Linked DNA regions of Ovis aries: region 2 is linked to region 1. A link is a contact called in public Hi-C data. All regions are on one chromosome and are shown on one strand. The core of a region is the stretch at or near the end of the contact, and the rest is flanking DNA. Distances in the headings are between cores, read along the strand shown.

What was found. A called contact is a pair of places that touch in the nucleus more often than the background predicts.
Region 2: a contact with region 1 is called in a Hi-C map of liver, with 3 times the contacts expected there. The contact joins two enhancer-like sites. A contact is called at or near these places in 5 of 16 Hi-C or Micro-C datasets (blood, liver and tail adipose tissue).

The regions. Positions count from the first base shown.
Region 1 is chr12:70,376,740-70,379,443 of ARS-UI_Ramb_v3.0, reverse strand. No RefSeq gene overlaps it. Among named protein-coding and RNA genes, the nearest start is that of GARIN4, 19 kb to the left of the region's middle. Within about 2 kb of position 1,448, at least 2 of the 54 cell types and tissues checked have an H3K27ac peak or open chromatin away from gene starts, as enhancers often do. A contact at or near this core is called in liver, where this site is marked.
Region 2 is chr12:70,562,285-70,564,992 of ARS-UI_Ramb_v3.0, reverse strand. No RefSeq gene overlaps it. Among named protein-coding and RNA genes, the nearest start is that of NENF, 51 kb to the left of the region's middle. Within about 2 kb of position 1,337, at least 15 of the 54 cell types and tissues checked have an H3K27ac peak or open chromatin away from gene starts, as enhancers often do. A contact at or near this core is called in liver, where this site is marked.

The DNA of each region.
Region 1 (2,704 bases), core at 199-2,698:
AAATTCTGGAATCCACTTCCCAAGAGAAAATTAAAAATAGAGTGTTCTGAGTTGGGGTTTGGGGAGGGGTGCAGCTGGAAGTCATTCGGAGGAAGGAGCAGTCTGGGTTCTATGTCGTTACTAAGTGACCCAGCAAAAGTCACAGGAAGAGAAAGCATCTAGCTGCCAAGCCTTCCCCGCCTCTCCTCTCTTGGCTGCGAGCTCTGGTTCAGCCCCATGCCCTGCCAAAACCACTCGATGCTGGAGGGCAGGGCACACAGGCCATTGCAGCATCTTTGAAATAAGGCATTATTTACATCCCGCTCCCCCTGACAACACTCTGATATTCTCCTCTCTTCTTGCATCTCCTACGTTGACCCTCTTCTACTTGTCCTCGTTGGGTACGGCTGGTCAAGTGAACAGAATGTTCTGGAATCTGGCCAGGCAGCAGTCTGGATGTTCCTATAAAAAAGGCCTCAGAGGATAGCTCTGGGATAGGTCAACTCAGGCACAAAGCCTTAGGTACCTCATTTACAGGGAGAGAGAGACCCCTCCAAGAAAGGACAGGAGAGAATGAAGTGGCCCCAGAAGCAACAGCTTCCATTCTTCTGCCCCTAGGCTGGGATGTGCTGAGTAAGTCCAAAAGGTAGAAACCGGCGTCTTCTTGAAGATTTCAAGAAAAGATTTTTTTCCAAAATCTTTCCACCAGTCTAAGCTTCATGAGAATGTTTTCCCGTATATTAACAAAACTGTTTGATGCTGCCATAGAAGTCATTCCCTTCTGGTTCTTTCCTCCAGGTAATCAGAGTACAGATGCTTCTGGTTGTGAAGGTAATACTCCAGCAAACTCTCAACACATGTTGTGAAAAGACCTTAAAACAAACTTCCCCAAGATTCAGGAACCACCTCACTGCTTCCCTGAAAGGAGATAACCCAAATTGAACCCGCCACTCCAGGAGAGAGGATCTGTGTTTTCTGTGTGCCCCTAACTATGTAGGAAGTTTGCTGAAGGCCAGCTTTCAACCATTCAGTATCTGGGGTTACTCAGAGAAAAGAAAACATGCTCTTCCATATATTTCAAAGGCAAGGGCACACTGTGTACCAAGCATGCTATGTGCATCTTCTAAGTCTTCAGCTGTCCCAGGGGACATGTATCACTCCCATTGTACAGATGAGGAAACTGAGGCTGAAAGTTCAAGGCATTTGTCTAAGGTCACACAGCTGATGAATGGTTTTGGCAGAACTTTCTACTGCTCATGGGTATCCATTTGCTCTTTTTCTTTCTAGGTATGTCTTAAACTATTTCCTTGGTCATCTTGCAATTAGGCTGATCACATCACTGAGTTCTGGCCAGTGAAATAGGGACAGAAATGATTTTGCCACTTCTGGTCCTTGGTCTATTCATGCCCTTTCCCATCACTATCTGGATGACCCAGGGCACTGGGAAGCTGTGAAAATGGGAGGAATTTGCTCCCTGCGTGACTACATGGAGCAGAGCACCCTTCGCCCTGCCCTCTGACTTGGGCGAGGTAAACACTTGCTGTGTTGATCCACTGAGAGCTTAGTTTGTCCTGACAGTACGGGGAAGGTTAAGATCTGAAGCCCAGTCCAGCAGATTCTAAAGACTCTCTGCTCTCATTAAGCCATACTGCCACAAGTCCTGCAGAAATAACAAAAATCCAACTATAAAATATTACCTAATCCCATAGTTCACCTCTCTCCCGCCATGTTTCCCCCACTACCAAGAGCAAGATTCTTGTTTTGTTTGTTTATTATTAGTCAACACTTTGCTTATTATTATTCTTATTTGTTTATTATTCAACTGTATCAGGTCTTGGCTGTGGCAGGTGGGATCTTTTGTTGCAGCCCGTAGACCCTCTGGTTGTGGCAAGTGGGGCCTTAGTTCCTTGACCTGGGACCAAACCTGAGTCCCCTGCCTTGCAAAATAGATTCTCAACCACTGGACCACCAGCGGAAGTCCCAAGAACTAGATTCTTAAAGACTTTAGCTGAAACTGAGTAAGCCAGTACAATAAATCAAGCAGGGAATTGACAAATATTTGTTGGCGGCATACTACCTGCCAAGCCGAGACACAATTATTGAGGTCACGAGCTCTGCCCTCTGCACTCCTGGATGGGAGTGGGTCAGAGGACAGGGTGGGAGGTAGGCATAAGCCGATTCGTTTTTTAGCAATGATGAGGTTAATGAATCCTTCTCCCTTTGCGTTAATGAGCTGCCTGGGGAGTGTCTGATTTTATATTTGAGAATAGACTTTCAACTGAGAAACATCTTTCAAATTTGAAATACATTATTTTCCTGAAGTTTCACATTTTACAGATGGGCAGACTGAGACTCAGAGAAGCTTAGGTAGGGCCCCAGGCCACAGTGGCAGCAGTTAAATTTGAACTCAGCTTTGTCTGATTCCAAAGTCCTTGCTCATTGCACTCTGCCTGTGTTTCTTAAGCTGGGCCGCTCTTCAGAATCACCAGGGGACTAGTTCAAATACAGATTCCTGGGCTTGGTGCCAGACTCCCAAGTCACTGACCCTGGGCTGGCCTCAGCATTCTCTCTTCACACGCACATCCCAGACAAAAGCGAAGACCAGCCAAGCTGGGGACCAGTCCTCTGTGCCTTGCAATGGGGAAGACCAAGAGGGTACATGGATGCCTAGGGACTGGGGTGAAGGAAGCAGACAAGGGCCTTCTACGGCTTCGTCCAGAGCTGG
Region 2 (2,708 bases), core at 88-2,587, 190 kb before region 1:
CTGTGAAGTCCCGAATGGCACGGTTTCCACCTCTCCCGGGTGTACAGTTACATAGAACTTTATAATCTTGTAGGGACAAAGGACAGATTCCCTATAATCCAAAGGATTGTAACAATAATAATAGCTAATGTTTTTGAGCACTTACTCTGTGCTGAGTACTTTGCTAAATGATTCATAGTTATTTTCTTGCTTCATTCTTATGACCCAGTGAGAGAGATGCTGTTATTTCCAATTTACAGAAAATGAAAGGGAGGCACAAAGAATTCTAATTGAGTTTTCCTGTCCTGTTCCTGAGTCACAGCATGCCAGTCTTGGAGCAAAGAGGAGGAGAAAGACTGCCCTTTGTTTACCCAGCAGTGCCCCGGTAAACGTTTATTAACCAGATCCCTGTCAAAAAAAAAAAAAAAAAAAAGCTCTGGTCTGTAGCATTCACTGATTTTCGAGGTGTGAATACTCCCACCATGGCTGCTTTCAAGCTGCCAGCTTCCTCAACCAGTTTGAGAGGCTCCCACACATATGTGTGTTACTCAGCTGTTTCCAACTCTTTGCCATCCCGCGCAAAGAGGAGTCTACCAGGCTCCTCTGTCCATGGGATTTCCCAGGCAAGAATACTGGAGTGGGCTGCCATTTCCTTCTCCAGGGGATCTTCCCAACCCAGGGACTGCACTCGGGTCTCCTGCCTTGCAGGCAGATTCTTTACTGTCTGAGCCACCAGGGAAGCTCCTCCACACATACGGCCTCTCTTTTGGGTGAGTTCTGGAGATTTAGAGCAGTGCTTTTCAAAGTGTGGTCCCTGAACCAGCTGCATCGGCTTTGCCTAAAAATGTGTAAATTTTCTGATCTCATCCCAGACCTACATACTGACTCAGAATCCCTGGGGTAGAGGGGAGGAACAGCTCTCTGTTTTCAAGCCCTCTGGGGCTCAGAAAAACCTGGCTCTGGGTCTTGCATGCTGGTGCACAGAGGTCCCCAAACTGCAGTAAGTCCCAGGATGTTGCCTCAGTGTCCTGATCACAATCTCTGGGCCTCAGGCAGGGCCAGGAAGACCCGTGATGACTCCCGGCGTGGGGGAGGGGCAGGGGGGCCGGAGGTCCTGGTGCTGCCAGGCTTTTGTGAGACGTGTTTACCGTCTGGTCGTCTCAACAACTTCCCTCGACCCCAATCCAGATTTACCATTAACCAAAGACAAACAAATCGGGAGCCAAGCATCAGAAGTGATGCAAATTCCGTGTCAGCCCCGGGAGGCCCTGAAACACCTGGGCAATCAGCAAGGCCATGATGTCACCTGGAGAAATGTTTGGCTCGCGGGGCAGCCACGGTCACGTGACATGGCCATGCGCGCCCGGGTCACACAGCAGGGTGGGGTGGGGCGGGGTGGGGAGGGGCTCCCCTCTGAGCACAGAGCCACCGCCAGAGAACCAAAACACAAACAGAAAGTGTCCTGTCATGGGGAAATCCGAAAGTCATGTGATGGGGCTGTTTTTCCACCTCCAAGTTCGAGTCACAGAAGCGAAGATTCAGAGCCAGCATTACTTAGCAAAATCAGGCCCTGCTGGGGTGCTGGCCTGGTTTGCTTGGGCTGGAAAACTGGGTCCCCTGGAATTCCACTCATTCTCCTTTCAGGAAAGAAGCTGTGTAAGAAGGAGTTTCCTCAGGGGCACCTGCTCTAGAATTTCTTTAGCAGAAACCCTGGACCCAACACCTGCCTTCCCTACTGGATGGCCCCCTCCTCGTGGGGTCTCACCCCGGCTCAGCCTCCGTGTCATCAGTCGGTCCGTTCCCAGGGAGATGCCAGCCGCCTGGGCAGCCTCTCCTCCCTCCCACCCTAGAGTGGTCCATAGACGCTGAATGAATGCCGGGGGCAAGTTGAATTTCTTAGGCCGTAGGGAGGTATGAGAGGTTGGGTGCCAAGGGGCAACAGCCTGCCTCCTTCTCTTTTCCCCTGTCTTCCGGGCTCCTGCTCTTTGCAAAGCAACTGTTGACCACCTGGATCCTGACACTAGGCAATGGTATGGGCAGTATGTAAGTGGGCAGCCAGGTCACTGCCTTCAAGGGGCTCACGTTCTACTTAGGAAGACAAGGCTCTCATAGCCCAACAAAGTAACAAGCGACAGGCAACAGCGTGCGACTTACCACAGACGTTGTGCCGTGATGCTCAGCAGGAACTGTTTGGATGGTCCCTGTGTTGGACACACTGCATCTGAATTCTAACCTGGCCACTCACCAGCCGCTGTGTGACCTTGGGCAAGTCGCTTACATTCTCTGAGCCCCAGTCCACACATCTATAAAATGGAGATTAAAATGTCCAACTCACAGGGCTGTTGTGAAAAATGAAATAATGGCTGCAAAACAGCTGGTAAAACACTCAGCACATCGTGCTCAGTCACTAGGTCGTGTTCGACTTGTTGCGACCAGGCTCCTCTGTCCATGGCATTTTCCAGGCAAGAATATTGGAGTGGGTGGCCCTCCTCCAGGGGGTCTTCTTGACCCAGGGATTGAACCTGCCTCTCCTGTGTCTCCTGCACTGGTCGATTCTTTACCACTAAGCCACCTGGGTGGCTATCCAAGCCCCATAGTAGGTGTTTGATAAATTGTAATAATTCTCATACCTGGACTGAGATGAGCTGTGAAAGATGAACCATTTGTGCCTGGTCTCCAAACTTAGAGGAGATTAAAAGCAATAAAGTGAAAGCATTAGAGGGAGGCTC